Regions from separate parts of the Triticum aestivum genome. Here region 2 is linked to region 1. The links are chromatin contacts, called in public Hi-C maps. All regions are on one chromosome and are shown on one strand. The core of a region is the stretch at or near the end of the contact, and the rest is flanking DNA. Distances in the headings are between cores, read along the strand shown.

Evidence for each region. Hi-C and Micro-C count contacts between places; a contact is called where the count stands out from the background.
Region 2: a Hi-C map of leaf shows a contact between it and region 1, with 4 times the contacts expected there. The contact joins the promoter of LOC123081843 here to the promoter of LOC123085484 in region 1. A contact is called at or near these places in 1 of 5 Hi-C or Micro-C datasets (leaf) and 1 of 1 datasets of contacts at active chromatin or transcription factors (leaf).

What each region holds. Positions count from the first base shown.
Region 1 is chr4A:113,761,960-113,767,596 of IWGSC CS RefSeq v2.1, reverse strand. It overlaps LOC123085484 (E3 ubiquitin-protein ligase CSU1), which reads right to left and starts at 3,765. Exons shown (of 2, transcript XM_044507117.1): 1 at 3,261-3,765; 2 at 1,811-2,588. The coding sequence starts at 3,499. The coding sequence ends at 1,913. It overlaps LOC123085487 (photosynthetic NDH subunit of lumenal location 1, chloroplastic), which reads right to left and starts at 1,206. Exons shown (of 8, transcript XM_044507120.1): 1 at 1,015-1,206; 2 at 837-933; 3 at 661-744; 4 at 442-515; 5 at 130-252; 6 at 1-43. The coding sequence starts at 1,047.
Region 2 is chr4A:114,053,235-114,058,256 of IWGSC CS RefSeq v2.1, reverse strand. It overlaps LOC123081843, which reads right to left and starts at 3,719. Exons shown (of 3, transcript XM_044504357.1): 1 at 3,281-3,719; 2 at 2,991-3,096; 3 at 2,568-2,907. The coding sequence starts at 3,490. The coding sequence ends at 2,792.

The sequences.
Region 1 (5,637 bases), core at 2,516-5,015:
GGTTCGGAGCAGCGTACACTTCGGTTACCAAATTGAAGATCGCCTGAGGGAAGATGAAGCAGTGGTCAGAAGAAAGGGAAGACGAGATCTGGTCCAAAGTCCAGAAAATCCAGGCGGAAGGCTACCTACCTCATCCATTGGGCCTAGGTCACGAATGTCTGTTTTCTGAGTAGGAATGAAGGCCACACGGACAGACTGCAGCTGCACATTACGGTCCTTGAACGCTGAATCATGGCCCAAGAAGTCGAAATCCTGACATGAAGTACGCGGGGAAACAAAAGCGTTATGTGAATGAAATCCACAAGAGCCAATGACTCGAGAAAAAATAATTATTTGGCATCTGAATTGTCCTTCTTGCACACTAATTTACTACTCACATATTGGATGTAATAAGATCTTATATATGAGACGGAGGGAGTACTAGTAAACATGACAAATTACCCTCCAATCAGCTGGGTAGAGGTACGAATATCCGTCGTTTGCATCGACGTAAGAGCGGTAATTCTTTGGTACTTCTGAAATCTAGGAACAACTCCAGTTAGCATTAGCTCACACAATCCTACTGTACATGGGGATGCTAATATTTAACAAGCTGATAACTTGCATAGTTGCATATCGCCTGCCATGGAGGTGAAACTGAACAATTAACAATGGGCATACCTTCAGCATCTGCAGAGCTGCTGTTTAACAGGACAGTGGATAATGCCCCAGCACCAAGCAGTGCCAATCTCCTTTTTGTGACCTCTATAGTAAGGTCAGGAAGGGAGATTCTATCAACAATTTTTCCTGTGCCAACCTTTAAAAACACATTGAGATGAACAGCACACGAGAATTACTCTTCTCATCCGAGGATGCTTCGCTCGAGCTCGCGTTCACCACCGAAGGGGGAGCCCCGTTCAGCCTGGCAGTGGCCGTGCAGTTCGGCGCAATCAACTGAAGACAACACCGGGTTCTGAGTCCAGGAACGAAATCAAGAGAAGGATGATAACAGGGTTCATTAAAGCACATACGTACCTGTTTGGATATCAAGCTCTGTAGGCTTGCCATTTCACCTTGAGTGGAGCTCTGATCCTAGCCTGCCCCAGGTTGGTTGGCTATCTGTTGCTGCTGGAGCTGGACTGTGGTCCGTAAGCTTCTCCATGTGTTGCGTGCGTGGGTGGAAGCCAAGGCTGCCAGGTCAGCGTTTCCATTATCCTTTTCAAAACCTTTTGTTTCTTTGTTTTGTGCTGGCCATCGGCTGACAAAAGGGGACCATTCATTCCCTTCTGATGGATAGTACTAGAAAAACAGCAAAATCGTCTTATATTTTGGGACGGAGGTTGTAGTTCATAACTTGGTCGGTTTTGGTTTGTTTCCTGTGGTGATTTTGTCGAGATATGTCTGACCTAACGCATTCTCCATTTCCTGTGGTTTAACTACATAGATGGAGACATAATCTGTAGAGATGCAAAAGTCATCTCACCACAGAATTTGCAGAAATGGAAAAGCCATCTCACTGCAAAGGGATATGCTACAGACTTATAGTACTGCTTACCACTAGGGACTCTTTGGATTGCAGATTTTTTTTATCCTTCCAGAAGTTCCAAAGAGGCCCTAAGTTCTGAATGTGGACAAAGCATGATGGTACAAGGAAAACGAATATTTGCTCTTACAGCAAGGTTTGCTCATGCAGAATCTCCAGTGTGACAACATATAAAACTAGTAAGACAGTCAAGCGCCAAAGAAATCCTTAGATACTGCATCAGAGCAAAACCACAAGCACGATATCACTTGGATGAAAAACCTGAGTATCGTTTGTTCCAGATCATACTTATCAAAAAGATATCAAAACATTTAAAAATTCCAGGTTACATATATTCGTGCCACAACGATAACTGACAGCATTATACAACAACAGTTACATAATTGAAGGCTATGCCTTAGGAGCAGGCTTCACCAATCCTAGCCCAGAACCACTCCCTAAATGCTTGAAGTTCTTTGCCTCTAGGTGGTCATCGTGTGCGGCGAAACCCGTTCCTCCTTTTTCTAAATTAATCAAATTCCTCTCTTTGCACGGTTTGCTGCACATTAAGCAGACCTTATCTGTTGCTATGAACTTGTCCGAGCACTTCTTGCAGAAGACATGGCCACAGGTGCTGATCGCCACCAGGGACATTGTGTTTGTGAGATTGGACTTGCAGCTGGGGCAGATGTAGCTTTTCTCCACTGACTTACTGCTCTTCTGACGAGCGTTCTCCTCGGTGAAAGAAATAGGGAAGAGTGATTTCAGCTTGAGCTTCTCCTGCCCCTCGGGACAGATTGTGTCAGTAGAAGGAGCATCTACCTTGACAGTGGCTTCGGGTGTAGCTGACGGAAGCCAAAACGCCTTCATGGTGCGTAGGGCTTCCTCTTCAAAGGAGGTAGTCTTCACACTGTTGGCTCCATGAAAACCATTCTTGTCTTGGGAACCGCTGCGATCATAGTACTGGGGGACTGCTCCATGATTCTGCTGATCAAAAGCATCCAACTCCTTGGATTTTTGCAGCACCAGCTTCTCCTCCTCCTCTTCCTTCTCTTGCTTTTTCTGGGAATCATGAGCTATAAGCTTGCTGGAAGAAGGAAAAACACTCAGAAATCCATACCTTTTATTTGGTTGAACAAGCAAGCAGATAACTTAAGGGCAAGTATAGCAATTTCGAATGTCCACTAAGAACAGGAATATAGATTCAAACTACTTCAGTGATCAATTGCTGAAATGTTGATGACAAATGGCATGGGGAAGTATCAGTCTTATGGACACCGAAACTGTACTAATTTACTATATACTAGTAGAAATTCAATGATGAAGCAAGATCATTTTCTCTTGAAATTCAGGGATAACTACTATACTGTAGCTAGTACTAGCAACATAACACCACCGATCCAAACACTTCACCATGACAAATGCCCATCCCAGGATCGAATTTCAATTGCCGCCCCAAATTCTCATACATGGCGCGACCTCCAGTGCCACAAAACTAAAACACCGTGCTAAAAGAGTTCTCATAGTACCAAGGAAAATGGCAAGCTACGATAAGTCCAACAAGCCCTATCCATGAGGAACCCTACAATCCTAGGAGCAGGAATGCACATTTAAGCCCGCACCGCATCTGAGCACAATCATACCAATTCCACAATCCTCGCTAACAAATTGCAAATTCCCTGGAATTAACCAGTCCTTGGATGACCAAGCAAAGAAGGAATCAGGACCCAATAAAAAAAAAGGAACAACGAGCTGGTACCGCTTGATGTCCTTCTTCTGCGCGAGGAGGCACTCGAGGATGCACTCCTTGCAGAAGGTGTGGCCCTTGGGGCAGGCGAGCGGGTCGATGAGCGGCTTGAGGCAGAGGCAGCAGGCGTCGAAGGGCTTGATGGAGTCCTTGCCGAGCCGCTCCCGCTGGGTGCCGTACCCGAGCTTCCGCTTCTCCTCGTAGGTGAAGAAGGCGAGGTCGTTGTTGTTCTTCGAGTGCCGCTGCGGCATCTTCGCTGCGCTTCACCTTCGTCTGCCCCTTCCGGCCGGCGGGTGGGAGGCGCGGGCACGAGGAGGAAGGCGATGCGGCCCTGCTCTGGGGTGGGTTGCCGAAGTGTTAACCCTAGATTTGACGGGGAGGAGAAGTCGGCGAGGTGATGGTTTGATCGGGTGGAGTGGAGACGAAGGGCGGATCGGGCTGGGACTTGGGTAGTTGGGCTCGGTTCGGTTCCGTGTCTGGATCGGGCTGGGATTTGTGGGAGTCTCTCAGGGTTCTCTGACCGGCCCGTGTCATTTGACTTATGGGCCGGTGCGAGTTTCAGACTTTCCATTGCAAGCTCTTCCCCAAATATAAGGGATACTTTGGTTTTGTTTCCACCAACTTTTGCAATCGACCCTAAAAAAAACTTTTGCAATCAACAACGTGTTTGACCTGGAGTAGTAATTAAGAGGTACCCTGCAAAATCATTTCAACCTCCTCTTGTAGTGATAAGTACCACAACCACTTGTCGTAACTATTGTGTTTTGATAGGATTTCTTTCAACATGGAGGGGCGATGGGTGGTTTGTTTGTGCATTTTCCATATATTTGATTTTTGATTTATTATCTCTCGAACCATGTGTCAAATCACAAAAAAAATATCCATGTTGCTTTTCTCACGTCGAGGTCCTTGAAACTAGATCCTATTGATATGTTTTGACAAACTTTTTCTAGTCAAAATTTGTGCTCCGAAACTGTACTAACCCCGACTTCATGACTGTACTAACCTCGTGCTTCGAAATGGTACTAAACCATTCTTCATTAAAAAAAGACGGTTTGTGCTTTCGTGCGAGAAGCATAGTTGTGCTTCATATGGAATCATACCTACGATTCACGCATAAGAGAAGCACGGTTTATGCTTTCACACGAGAAGCATAGCTGTTCTTCGCAAAATCACATCGTGCTTTCACACGAGAAGCATAGTTGTGCCTCCTGCGGAATCATACCTACGATTCATGTGGAAGCACACTTGTCTGTCGCTTTTCGCAGAAGCACAATTATGTTTTCACGCACACGGAAGCACGCCCGTGCTTCACTTCTAGGGAAGCATAGAAGCACAATTGTGCTTTCACGCAGAAGCACAATTGTGCTTCACATGAAAACACATTTGTGCTTCACTTTTTGAGGAACAACTTCTACACTTTCACGCGGAAGCACAACTGTGCTTCATGCGATAACACATCAATCTGGAGAACCACATTTGTGCTTTCACACAAGAAGCACAATTGTGCTTCACATTAAAACACAACTGTGCTTCATGCGTAAGCACACCTGTGATCCATGCTCATAACAGAAAGAAATCAAAGAAACAAGGAAAAACCCCCAAAAAACAAAAATACCCCCCCAAACATCTCGATGGGGGAAGCGTCCAGTGTGACACATGGCACGCCGGGACACACCACATGGCGCGTTGGGGTGCTCCTGCACCAGGAAAGGCGCCCCGCGAGGGGGAACCCCTCCAATTAGTTGCTCTGAGTTCTTTTTTTTACACTTTAAACCCTCTTTTTATAGATTGGTGATAACAACATTATTGACAAGAAAGGAAATTAAGACCCTATTCAGAATTCCACCGGGTCCGCGAAATCTCAGGAGCTGTGGAGCTAGGAAATAGGTGCTCCACGATTTTCAACTGTAACTCCACCAGCTCTGGGAGTGGAGTTGTGGAGTGGAGGTACTCCGAACAAAGCCTAAACCCCGAGGGGCATCATCTAACCATACACTAGGATTCTCAAATCTAGCAAGATGAGCTAGTTCATGAGCTACATCATTATCCTCTCTGGGATAGCATTGAAAGATTGATACGTCTTCGTCGTATCTATAATTTTTTTATTGTTTCATGACATTATTCTACAATTTTCATATACTTTTGGCAACATTTTGTATTATTTTTGGGACTAACATATTGATCAAGTGCCTAGTGCCAGTTCCTGTATGTTGCATGTTTTTTGTTTCACGGAATATCCATACCAAACGAAGTCCAAACACGATAAAAATTTACGGAGATTTATTTTGAAATATATGTGATTTATGGAAAAAATAATCAATGTGAGACGATGCCCGAGGGGGCCACTAAAGGAAATATGCCCTAGAGGCAATAATAAAGTTGTTAT
Region 2 (5,022 bases), core at 2,470-4,969, 290 kb before region 1:
TCATGGTATGGATTTTGATGTAAATCTATACAATTCTGAGAGCGTAACCCATTTTGGTTGCCCGAATTGGGAAGCACTTTGCAAGACGTATGATTTTCATGAGGATATGCTTGTCACCATGGATCTTGGTGATCCTGACATCGGCGAAGACAATATGGACATTTGGGTCCTTGTTGATACACTTCTACCGCTATGTGAGTTTCTCAAACATAGTTATTAAGTAATTTATATTATTTATTTCAAAATAGTTGACAGCTTATTTCCATTGATAGCTTATTTTCATTCTACAAAGAATGTGCGGAAGATGGTAGACAGAACCTACTACACCGATGGCTCATAATTAACTTATCAGGGGAAAATCATGTGATCTGATTTATTAATGATCTTGAGAATTACAATATCTATTATCAAACTCCTGCACATTATGGTCAATATGTGCCACTAGTGCATGTGTTGAACTACGGTAACATCCATGGAGATGTCATGGAAATATTTTTTTTTACTATTACGACATTCGTGAATCTTTTGCATAAATTCTTCTAAAACTCAACTACATTGCTAACTACGAAGTTATTACTATGTATTCAACAGAAAACCCCGAACGATTGTTGCCTCATCTGATATTTCCGAAAGGTCGCCTTGATGTTATGAGCTTACGGCCAGGTCATCCTACGCATCACTGTTGTTCATACCGGATTTCTAAAATCGATGGAGACATGACAATCTTTGATTGGAAAAAATGTATGATTAATCATAGGGAGCTACTTGGAAACAACATTGTGCGAAGCGCAAGAATTGGAGACAGGATAATCTTCATTCTCCATAATGGAGGGCCAGGGCCTATCTTGTTTTATACTATTTTACCTAAAAGAGGGTAGTAGGTCCTATGAGAGAGGATCAGGTCCTTGGTACAATGTGTTATTATGTGCTACAATGTGCTAGAGTTGATGATGATGATGAGGAGTTGTGATTATGACTAGTGACCAACTTGTTATATGATGTCTCATTGATAAAATTGATCATGAGGAGGTGTTATATGACAATGATGTAGTATGATGATAAGTTGTTAATGATATGATGATGATGACAATGCTTTATTATATCATTGGGTGAAAGAACCGCGGATTAGTTTCAAGTGGATGGATCCATCCACTTGATCCATCCACTTGAAACTAGTCCACGATTCTTTCATCTAGTGATGTAATAACTCATTGTGATGTAAAAACAATCTATAAATTGCTACTGCATGAAAACTTGTATAATGGTGTATGAATACGACATAAAATGAAGAAAAAAATAATACGCAATAATAGTAGTAGCGCAGGCTCAGAGGCGCGTTGCTAGTACTTACCAGTAGCGCGTTACGAAAAAATCGATACTACTAAGTACTTATAACAGTAGCGTGTGTTGACCAACACTACTGCTAACCTTTAGCTGTAGCGTCTTATCAATAGCGCGGCATCTCGCGCTACTACTAGGCCAAAAACCCACGCTACTGCTAGGCTTTTCCCTAGTAGTGAAGAACCATAACCCTAACCCCAACATAACAAGAACCATAACCCTAACCCTAACATACTAAGAAGCCTAACCCTAACAAATGCCAAACAATCATCTCATATTTTCATACATATTTCAAAATCCATGAAAAACTAGGGTTTGCCCAAACATGATAGACTTGAGCAAATGTGAGCATTTTTTCAAATGAAAAGGAATCGGAGGAAATTACTTTAAGGGAGAGATTGAGGTTGAAATCCACGAAGAAAAATCTTCAAATCTGCAGGATTTAGTGAGGAATTTAAGAAGTGAGAGAGAGAGAGAGAATCGCGTCCAGACGTCCTCTGTTCAAATGCTCTTGAAGTTTGTGTGGGGACTAGGCTAGGGAGGACCGGCCGTGGCGGTTAGTAAGTGCACGTGTAGCGTCTTTTGTCTAGGCGCTACACAAAGCAGTGTAGCGCATGTCGGCTAGACGTTGTACAACTAGAGTGAGGTGGGCCCTTGCCGAGCCTCAGGGTGCCACACCGCAGGCGTGTAGCACCTATTAATCAGCCACTACACAAAAGGATTAGTTGGGTGAAAAAATTTCACCCTTTTTTCACCCTTTGTGAATTAGTGGCGTTTCGAGGTTATTTTTGCCCATTTTGCCTCGCGAAGTTGTTGCTTGTCACGTCAAAATCAGAGGAAAGAAGAGGCGAGGGGTCCTTGTCCCGTGCAGCAGAATCCCATCACCGATTCCACGGCACTGCACACACGTATGGCGCCGGTGCAAACTTTCCTTGTTTGGACCGTTCCACGCTGGCTTCAGCGACCCAACGACAAGATGTCCCATCCCGTCACGGAGCACGTTCGTGTACACCAACTTCTCGCTGAGCATATAGCATGTTTCCTTCGTTTTCCCGTGAACATGTGTACTAGTATCTCTGGTTAGGGGAGAACAGTGTTTTTTCTGTGCAGGACAACCGTTTTTTTTTTTGCTCGTTAGAAAGAGAAGACGGAGATCCAATTACAGAATAAAGCTTTGCTTGGACGATTAGCACACAGTGGTGCCGTAGGTAATCTCCACAGAGGTATGAAAAGTCTGAACCGAGAGCTGTGGGAGATGGATACATGATGAGTACAATTACATCTGAAGAATATGGCAACAGTACGAGATGGCTTGTGATTCCTGTACATGCACCAGCACACATAGATCGTGTCGCGTTAGCTGACTTCCCGCCCCATCGATCTTCTAATTATTCGTTCTACTAAGTGCAGAATGGCTAACATCTAAGCAGCACGCATCTCCTGTTGATCATTAGGAGCTGCTGTCGCTGCTGCTGCTGCAGCTGCTTCGGCCTCCCTTTTCTGATCTCAACTGCTTGTTGTATCTGTCGAAGAACTCCTTGTTCTCCTTCTCCAGCTCTTTCCATACTGCAAGCACGCCAACTCAGCGTCAGTACAGATAAGTGTATTCCTGCTGATCAGAGGAAGTAACTGATTTGAGACGGACCGACCTGTGGAGGTGACGACCGGCTGAACGTCGGCGCGCTTGGACAGCGCCTCCATGCACTCCTCCATGCTCATCCCGAACGTCATGCACTTCTCTATCAGATGGTGAACCTGCAAATTAAAAATCCCACCTTAATTAGTTGACCAATTCTGATGTCGACGTGAGAAATCAATGTCCTGTGCATGCTGATGCTGGTGATCATCTATCTGCTAGCTAGAACTAGAAGAACCAAGGGAGCAGCAGACCAAGGTACGAATTAGGGGATGGGAAGACGACGATTGTAGTAGCACATACCATGCGGATGTAGGAGGCCGGAGAGTCGTCTCCCAGGGCCATATTGTATCTTCTTCCTCTTCCTCGATCGTAGTCGTAATCTGAGGAACCGTGTGTGTATGGGGTTGTGTGGTGATAAGGCGTGCAGAGTCGACGGGGGAGGAACCTATTTATACATGCACCATGGATGAGGACACCGCGTCGCCCGCCGGCTCCCTGGGCCGGGTCCATGGACCGGCGTGCGGCGTTTCTTCCCCCCGGCGGCGTGACTCAGCGGGCCGGCGTATGGACGTGGCGCGCGGAGGCTGGGGCCGCAAATGCGGGCGGGTGCGTTCACGTGGGCGCCGGCAGGGGATTGGAGGAGAGGCGATTCGCCGTGCGAGAGATCGGAAAGGGATGTGGAGATGGTGTGGCAAATATCTCATCCCTATCCCGTCGTAGGCTCGGCTGTCCGCTTCCAGGTCGTCCATGCCATGCCCGAAGAAGGGTCCGGGCGTAGGAAGAGGCTGGGCGGACACGCACCTCGTGCCTTCACGTGCCACCTGGCCCCGCCGGCCACGTCGCGACGGCCAACGTGGGGATTCCGGATTCCACGCCGCTCTTTTTCTTTCATTCTTTCTGGCCCCTGTGCTGTTCCCCTCGCCGGCTCGGCTCGCCTGAGGATCCTCAAGTGCAGATTCAGTCACTGGCAAATAGTGTGGTGTTGTAGTGGACGTCCCGCACGGTCGGGGTTTGTTGCGCGGTCAATTCGGTGTCATGGCGATGTGACGACGGTTCACTGTGTACTTCCACCGCAGAGAGCAGTGAGCATCGCAACCAATCAAGCAATCATACTACTCACTCACGAAGCTTGCTGAGTTGCTGTGATGGCTAGCGCTAGAGGCGACAGCGTACGGTGGATCCCGCCGTCTCCCGGTGCACAACATGCATTGCATTGCATGGATGGAGCGGGGCGTGCGACGGGGCCCAGGACGAATCGGACAGACAAAATGCTTGCGTGGTGCGCGGGCAGGGGCTTGGGGCTTACATGGCGGGGTAGCTGTCACGCATGCACGCTGCCTCCCGCGCAGATCCGTCGGCCCCAAAATTTTCATTCAAATCAATTGGTCCCGGTTCGGAGTGGCTGCTAGTGCTGCCGCGGGCAGACTTGCAGTCACGCTCGTCTGCGGTCTACTGCTCCAAGTCTTTTTTCTTGCACCAGACAACTATGCGAGCACGCATATACTCCTATTTCTTTTACTCCCTCCGTTTTTTAGTCTGCATATAAGATTTAATCAAAATCAAACTTTGTAAAAATTGACCAAGTTTATAGAGAAAAATATCAACATCTACGATACTAAAGCTATATGGTATGAAAATTAATTTCACGATGCATCTAACAATGTTGATTTCATATTGTGGATCTTGATATTTTTTCATATAAACCTAGTTAAAGTTAACAATGTTTGACTTTGACTAAATCTTGTATGCAGACTAAAAAGAAATGAATGGAGTATATGGAGTAAAGTTATTACCGAGCCCTTGCACTAGAACCTACTCCTTTAGTTAGTATAAAGTTGAGTCATCTATTTTGAAACGAAGAGAGTATGACACGAGAGACTCTGAGCTCTCCGTAGGAGGAGAGGTCGAATGAGATGGAGCGCACATGGATATATAGCAATTTCATCATAATTAAAGTGTCGAACCCTTGAAGAGCAAAAATAATGGCAGTACCAACCTCACAACTGCGTTGTCGCTGATGCAACTACTCTAACATCCAAACA